2 separate regions of the Sus scrofa genome follow, and region 1 is linked to region 2. A link is a contact called in public HiChIP or PLAC-seq data. All regions are on one chromosome and are shown on one strand. The core of a region is the stretch at or near the end of the contact, and the rest is flanking DNA. Distances in the headings are between cores, read along the strand shown. Region 1 holds the start of STK40 (serine/threonine-protein kinase 40). Region 2 holds the start of THRAP3 (thyroid hormone receptor-associated protein 3).

Region 1 (3,139 bases), core at 208-2,707, 130 kb before region 2:
GGGTTGAAGGTCTCCTCCTCTCCTTCTGTGATAGGCAGATCTGCCTGTACCTCATCAAGCAACCATCTCATGCTGTTGTGACAGGCATCACTTTGTTATGGCAGTGCTGTCTGCTAGTATGCCCAGAGTTAGAGAGCCAGCAGGAGAGCATGTCACCGTGTGTGTGTGTGTGTGTGTGGTGTGTGTGTGTGTGAGAGAGAGAGAGAGAGAGGTCTCATGTTGGTGTCCTGGTGACAATTTTTCATTTCCTCTGACTGGCACCTTTCCTTTCTATTCATTACCTCTTCTACTCTCCTCTTTCTCTTCCTCCTCTTTGTTAAAATTCTCTATTTTGAATCTGCTGAGAGCCTCTTGGGGGTGGGATGGTGGTGTCAGCTCCAAGTGATTCATCTAGCTGATAATTAGAGCTCTGGAAAACCCAACACTCATTCCTGTCAGAGTCAGGGCTTCCGGAATCCCTAGGCTTTTCCCTTTGTCAGAGAGAGGAGCTTGCGGGGCCAGGCTGGGCCAGGCTTCCTTGTACTTGACTTTCAGCCTTCCACTGCTCAGTAACTATGAGCATTCTTTTTTTTTTTTTTTAAATGGCCTCACCTGCAGCATACAGAAGTTCCCAGGCCGGGAATGAATCCAGGCTTCAGCTGCTGGGTCGTTTAACCTACTGCACCAGGCTGGGGATCAAACCCAAGCCTCCACAGCGACCTGAGCGACTGCAGTCAGATTCTTAACCCACTTGATCCCACCAAATGTTACCTCTACTTTGACAGAGAAGGTTAGAGAACTTGCACACAGTCACTCACCTTGTAAGGGATACAGCAAGGACTCAAATCCAAACTTTTCGGCATCTGCCAGTCTTGGTTCAAATCACAGCCCTGCCGTTATTAGCTGTGTGTCTTTGGACAGGTTACTTTCCCTCTTGGAGCTCAAGCTTCTCCATCTATTCACAGACCCTTAATGGCTGATGTCTCTAAAGTGCTTAACATAGTATGTGACAGCACAGTGGGAGCTCTCTTTATTATTGTTATTCAGCCCTGTCAGCTCAGCGTGCACCAGGCACTCAGAGACAAAGAGATGGACACAGGAGGAAGTAGCCAGACTCACACCAACTCTCCCGTCCTAGTACTGCCTGTGTAGGCAATGACAGATAAGTGCCAGCCACACACCCTAGGGAAACGCAGCAATGCACACAGGATTGAACACGTGTGCCCACACAGGGATACAGAATGACACCCCCGGAGTTAAACAGTCAGACGCAACAGTCAGACGCGGCAAACACCCTGGCTCACACCTCGGAGACAAAGGAATAGAGCCCTGGTCGCTAGTGCTGCTGCGACGGAGCCCTTTTAGCTGCTTCTGCAAACCAGCAGAGGGAAGCCAGGCTCTCAAAGGGCCGCAGTGAGTCACCAGCCTGATGCAATCCCTTTAAAGGGCTCATCTGCTGGTGCAAGAAGCTGATTCATGGAGGGCGTGGTTGCTGGAGGAGGAGGAGAAAGGGACCGAAACTGCTGCAGGAGGGGCTGAGGTTAGGTGGCTGGAATAGCTAATAGGAACTCTTTACTGTAAACCTCCTTGGTCAAGACTCCAGAGATCTTCAGATTGAAGCGGGGTTTCTAAAAAACCGAGGGGCCCAGAGGGAAATGAATTGTGAGGGCTGCGACAGGAATTCCAGTCATTGATTGAACCTCACGGCAGCGCTCTCCGCTCAGGACTCCAGAAACCGAGAAATGGGGGTCAAGGAAGAATCACTTTTTTGATAAATACACTACAGCTGGCCGATCTTCAGACTGCTGGACACGTCTCCAAGCCCGGGAGGGCAAGTGTAGGGCACCAGAGGCTCAGTGAAGTCGGGGCGGGAGCGGTGCCTCCTGGCCTGGCTCACAGCTGACATAGATAAGCGGTAAGTACCGCCCCTTAGAGTCTAGGCCTCCAATCGTTCCCCAGGTTTCGGCCAGGGCCCCGCCCTTAACCAATCCTCCGTCGGATTCTGGCCTCTTGCCTGAAGGCTTCCGCCCATCGTCAAGATGGCGCCCAATCCCTGCGCCTTGGGCGGTAGACACCAGCGAGGGGCGGGGCTGTGGCTCGGCCCGGGAGGAGGGGGCGGTGCGTCACTTCCGTTGTCAGGTGGCGGCGCCGCAGCCATGGAGGGAGGCGGCGGCGGTGGTGGCGGATGGGGCTGCTGTGCTGAGAGGCGACGGTGAGCGGCTCCCACGCCCCCGGCCCGGCCCCGGCCCCCCGGGACGGAGCGCCGAGCAGCCCCGGCTCCGGGCTACGGACTATGGGCGAGTAGCGCTGAGCACCGGGGGAAGGTGAGAGAGGGGCTCTGGAGCGGGGAGTCGGGCGCCGGGGGGGGGGTGCAGGTTGGCGGGGCGGGCCTCGGGGGCTGTGGCGCGGGGACCAGGGTGACAGCCTGAGGCTGTCCGGCTGCAACAGAAACGGCAACAGCGAATACCCGGTCCTCTACCGGGTCTGCCCTTCCCGGGTGCCGAGTACCGGACGGCTGTGGAGAGTCTCGGTCCCCCCGCAACCCTGGGAGGTGGCACTGCCAGCCTAGTCCGGAGTCACTCCGCCAGTCAGTGAAGGTGCCGGATTTGAACCAGCCAGATTTTTCCCAAAAGACGCCCTCTGCCTCTCCATGCTGCCCTCCTGATCCCGAGAGTGACTTGGAAGTTGGAACGAGTCCCCAGGGAGGACCAGCCAGGGCTTCCTCCAGGAACCCTAACCCGCTGGCACGGGCACCATCGCTATTGGGGAATTTTCGAATTCCGGGCGGCATACAGGTGCGAGTCTGAGCTACCTGTGCTTGCCGGTGCTACGTTTGGTTAGCCTTTTCCAAGGAGAGAGCCTGCTGCTATGGTCACTGTTTCACCTGCCATGCCTTATCAGGCCCGCCCATTCCCACACCACTTGGCCCCACCTTTCAGCCCGTAGGTAGGGACATTGGGATTTCTCTCTCACCCCCACTCCCTAGGTTTGATGCCCGTTTTTTGGCGGAAGGAAGAGATGACAGCCGCCTTCGCTGGCAGGATAGACTTTGTGCTGTGTTAAGTCACAGGAGGAAACCGGTTGGCTTTGCTCAGTTTTGAGAGCAGTGAAGAAGAGGGTAGTCACTCTGGGCTGGGCACTTTCCTTCTTGGCTTGGCTT
Region 2 (3,138 bases), core at 418-2,917:
GCCATGGGTGCAGCCCTAAAAAGACACATACACACATAAAACCATCAGTCCCCCAAACCAGAGATTTTTCACTGGCGCTAAGAGATTTAAAACACAAAGAGATGGAACTGTACTGTACATAAAGGCTTTTAGTTAAACGGTTCCTTACAGAAACTTCAATTGACCTCTTTTGCAAAATACAATAAAGTCTAAATGGGTGCAGGAAAAAAAAATTTTGGTATCGCTTAGATATGTACACTTGTTCACAAATTTTCCAGCAGAGAATAAACTAAGCCCAATTTGTCACACAAGTTGTTCATGGCAGCAGCCATTTTTGGCTCTTTAATAGGTTTCTAACTATATAATAATACACACATCGGGTCATCTAGATAACAGGACAGACTACAAGAAACAGTATTTCCACAAACTAGGGAAGGGAAGGCCATCTGAAAGGGAAAGAAAATGATGATGTGATAAAGGCCTTTCCACTGCGGTCCCACAATCTATAAATCCTAAAAGTGGTGATAACGATAATAGTACGTAATACTATTGTCGGTAACGAGCTAAGCGGTTTTCAGCTTAGCTCATCTAATCGTCACAGTAACCCTATAAAGTGGCCACTGTTACTCATCACTATTTTGCAGATAAGAACACTTGGAAGTGAAGCCCCTTGACTTGAAACCTAACTTGAACTCGGGCAGATGGCTCCGGGATCCTTCTGTTATGCTGCCACCAGAATCTTCATTGGCTCTCTCTTGCCAGGCTCGGATACACTCTCAGGTGTTTCCTTCAATCCAATTAATAACCTCCCCGTAAACACTGTACTACCACTAATGGCTTCGAACTTTTGGGCGCCAGCGCTACTTGCCAGCTTCTGCCCTAAGATTAACTCCAAGAGAACAGCTGATAAAAGTTCCCTGGGTGCTAGGGAAGGCGAAGAAAATTACCTCACTGAAGCAGAACACAAGCCGATGGATGACTAAAGGAAGGCAAGTCGGCCTCACCTCCAGTCCAAGAGACTGAAATGAAAGTGGGCGCACAAATGTTCCCGTGGCTGATAAATTTGGACTATGCCTCCTCTGGCCACAAGGCAGAAAGGAACGGAAGAGGTACTAACATTTATTGAGTGCCAACCACATGCGCCCTAGAAGACAGAACCAGGCCAATGGAGATTAAGTGGGGGGGAGGGTACTCAAGAGTTCCGGGAAAAGGAGAAATCCAAATAATGGGGTTCATCCGACTAAAGGGGGAGATGAAGGAAATGAAGGCCTCTCCCTGGCAGCTTTCAAGGAAGCAAAAAAGGGTAGAAGCTGCTCCGGAGAAAAGGCGGCCCCGAACGTCGGGATCTAGGCCGGAGCAAGGGGAAGCCCTGAAGGGCGGGGAGGGGGAGGAGCCGGAGAGAGCGGGGCCCGCTCAGAGGAGGCCGGGGGGTAGGCGCGGGGGAGCGGCTCCGCGCCAGGGCCTGCCAGAGAACGCTGAGCCAGCAACCGCAGAGAAAAGCTAAAAAACGAAATGACTAAAACCGATTGAGCTGCCCCAATCCCGATCAAGGGCCCTCACTTACCTGGGCCCACCGCAGCGATCGCAGCTGCAGCCTCGCAACGGCACAACCGGCCCGAACCTCGCCCCCGCCCGACAGCGCGCCCCGCGTCCGCGCTCTCTGACGGCGGTAGCGGCGGCGTCGCCCCGCGGCCTCCTGGGAAATGTAGTCTTAGGCCCGGCCCTTCAAGCCAACTTGACGGTCTACGGAACTACGTTTCCCACAAGGCAAGGCGAGTGTTGGGCCCGCCGCTTTGCGTCACGAGCCAGGTTGTTGGCAGTCACGTGGGCTGCTCCAATCCCCCCTCCCCCCGCCTGGGTGGCCTGGGGAAGAAGGAGGGAGGTGGACGGAAGGGGCGGGGGCGTTGCTGACGCCAGGGCCCCCACCATTTTGGAACCATCCTGTAGGGAGGGCCTGAGCCCCACCTACTCGTGGCCTGCCTGCGTTGTGGAAAAGCCTGAAGTGTGAATCCGCTCGCTTGGCGTTGGGTGTCTGCCTTGCCACCTCTCGCTTTGTGACCTTGAGCAAATCTTCTCCCCTCTCTGAGCCTCAATTTCCTCCCCAAGGAAATGAGGCTCGTAATTTCTACTCCGCTGAATTGTGAGGCTCCGAGAAAGTAAGGCGCAAGGAAAGCGTCTAGTCTCCTGAAAGCGCGCCTCAAAACGAAGTTGTTTTTGTGATTGTGTGACTTCCTATGGAGACCCAGAAGCCCACCTGGGCAAAGCTCTCTCCAAACTCGTCTCCCGCCACCGCTCCCCCCCACTTCCGTGACAAAGGGAGTAGGTAAAGAGGTTTTCAGTAAAGGGGTTTTCGGAAAGTGTTCTCCTGTGAAGCTCGTTAAAATGGATGCCATCACCTATTGAACCAGAGGTTTCCTGGGAAGTACAGCTTTGGAATGTGCATAATAAGCAAACCTCTCTAGTGATTCTTTTGCACATATAAGTTTGAGAGCCAGGGCTTTTCCACGGGGTTTTTGCATAGGCTGGTTTCCGCTAGAATTCCCGCTGTACTGAACTTGAATCTTTTAAGACTGAGCTCAAAAATCACCCCTTCTGTGAAGCTCTCCAAGTTTACTAGCTCCTCCTGGTCCCTGTCCTCCCATAGTACCTTTCCATCTTATTTTATAGTTATCAAGAACTGTGTTTGTCTTCCCCATCAGACTGTGAGCTGAGAACAGAGATCTGTTTTGCTGGAGTTCTGCATCCCCAGGGCAAAGTAAACAGAATAAATGTGAAAAGATATTGAAGGAATCTGCCTTTCCTGCAAGAAAAACTCACCAGGCTCAACTCAAATCTTAGTGCCACCATCAGCCTTCATGCTTACTGGCCTCACTGCTTACTCTTTTTTTTCCTTCTTTGAGCACTTACTGTGAGCTGCATGCTGTGTAGTGCTTCTTAAAAGATTCTGATTCAATTTAATTTTCTTTCTTTCTTTTTTTTTTCTTTTTCCTTTATAGGGCCGAACCTGCAGCGTATGGAATTTCCCAGGCTAGGGATTGAATCAGAGCTGCAGCTGCTGACCTACACCACCACCACAGAAATGCAAGATGAGTCTCATCTGCAACCTACTCTGCAGCTCACAACAATGCCAGATCCTTCACCCACTGAGCAAGGCCAGGG

Evidence for each region. HiChIP or PLAC-seq counts read pairs in DNA pulled down with a chosen protein or histone mark.
Region 1: a contact with region 2 is called in an H3K27ac HiChIP or PLAC-seq map of alveolar macrophages. The contact joins the promoter of STK40 here to the promoter of THRAP3 in region 2. A contact is called at or near these places in 1 of 5 promoter capture datasets (liver), 1 of 47 Hi-C or Micro-C datasets (heart right ventricle) and 2 of 2 datasets of contacts at active chromatin or transcription factors (alveolar macrophages and skeletal muscle).

The regions. Positions count from the first base shown.
Region 1 is chr6:92,482,681-92,485,819 of Sscrofa11.1, reverse strand. It overlaps STK40 (serine/threonine-protein kinase 40), which reads left to right and starts at 1,457. Exons shown (of 11, transcript XM_021095940.1): 1 at 1,457-1,894.
Region 2 is chr6:92,348,550-92,351,687 of Sscrofa11.1, reverse strand. THRAP3 (thyroid hormone receptor-associated protein 3) reads right to left here and starts at 1,667. Exons shown (of 12, transcript XM_021095929.1): 1 at 1,544-1,667.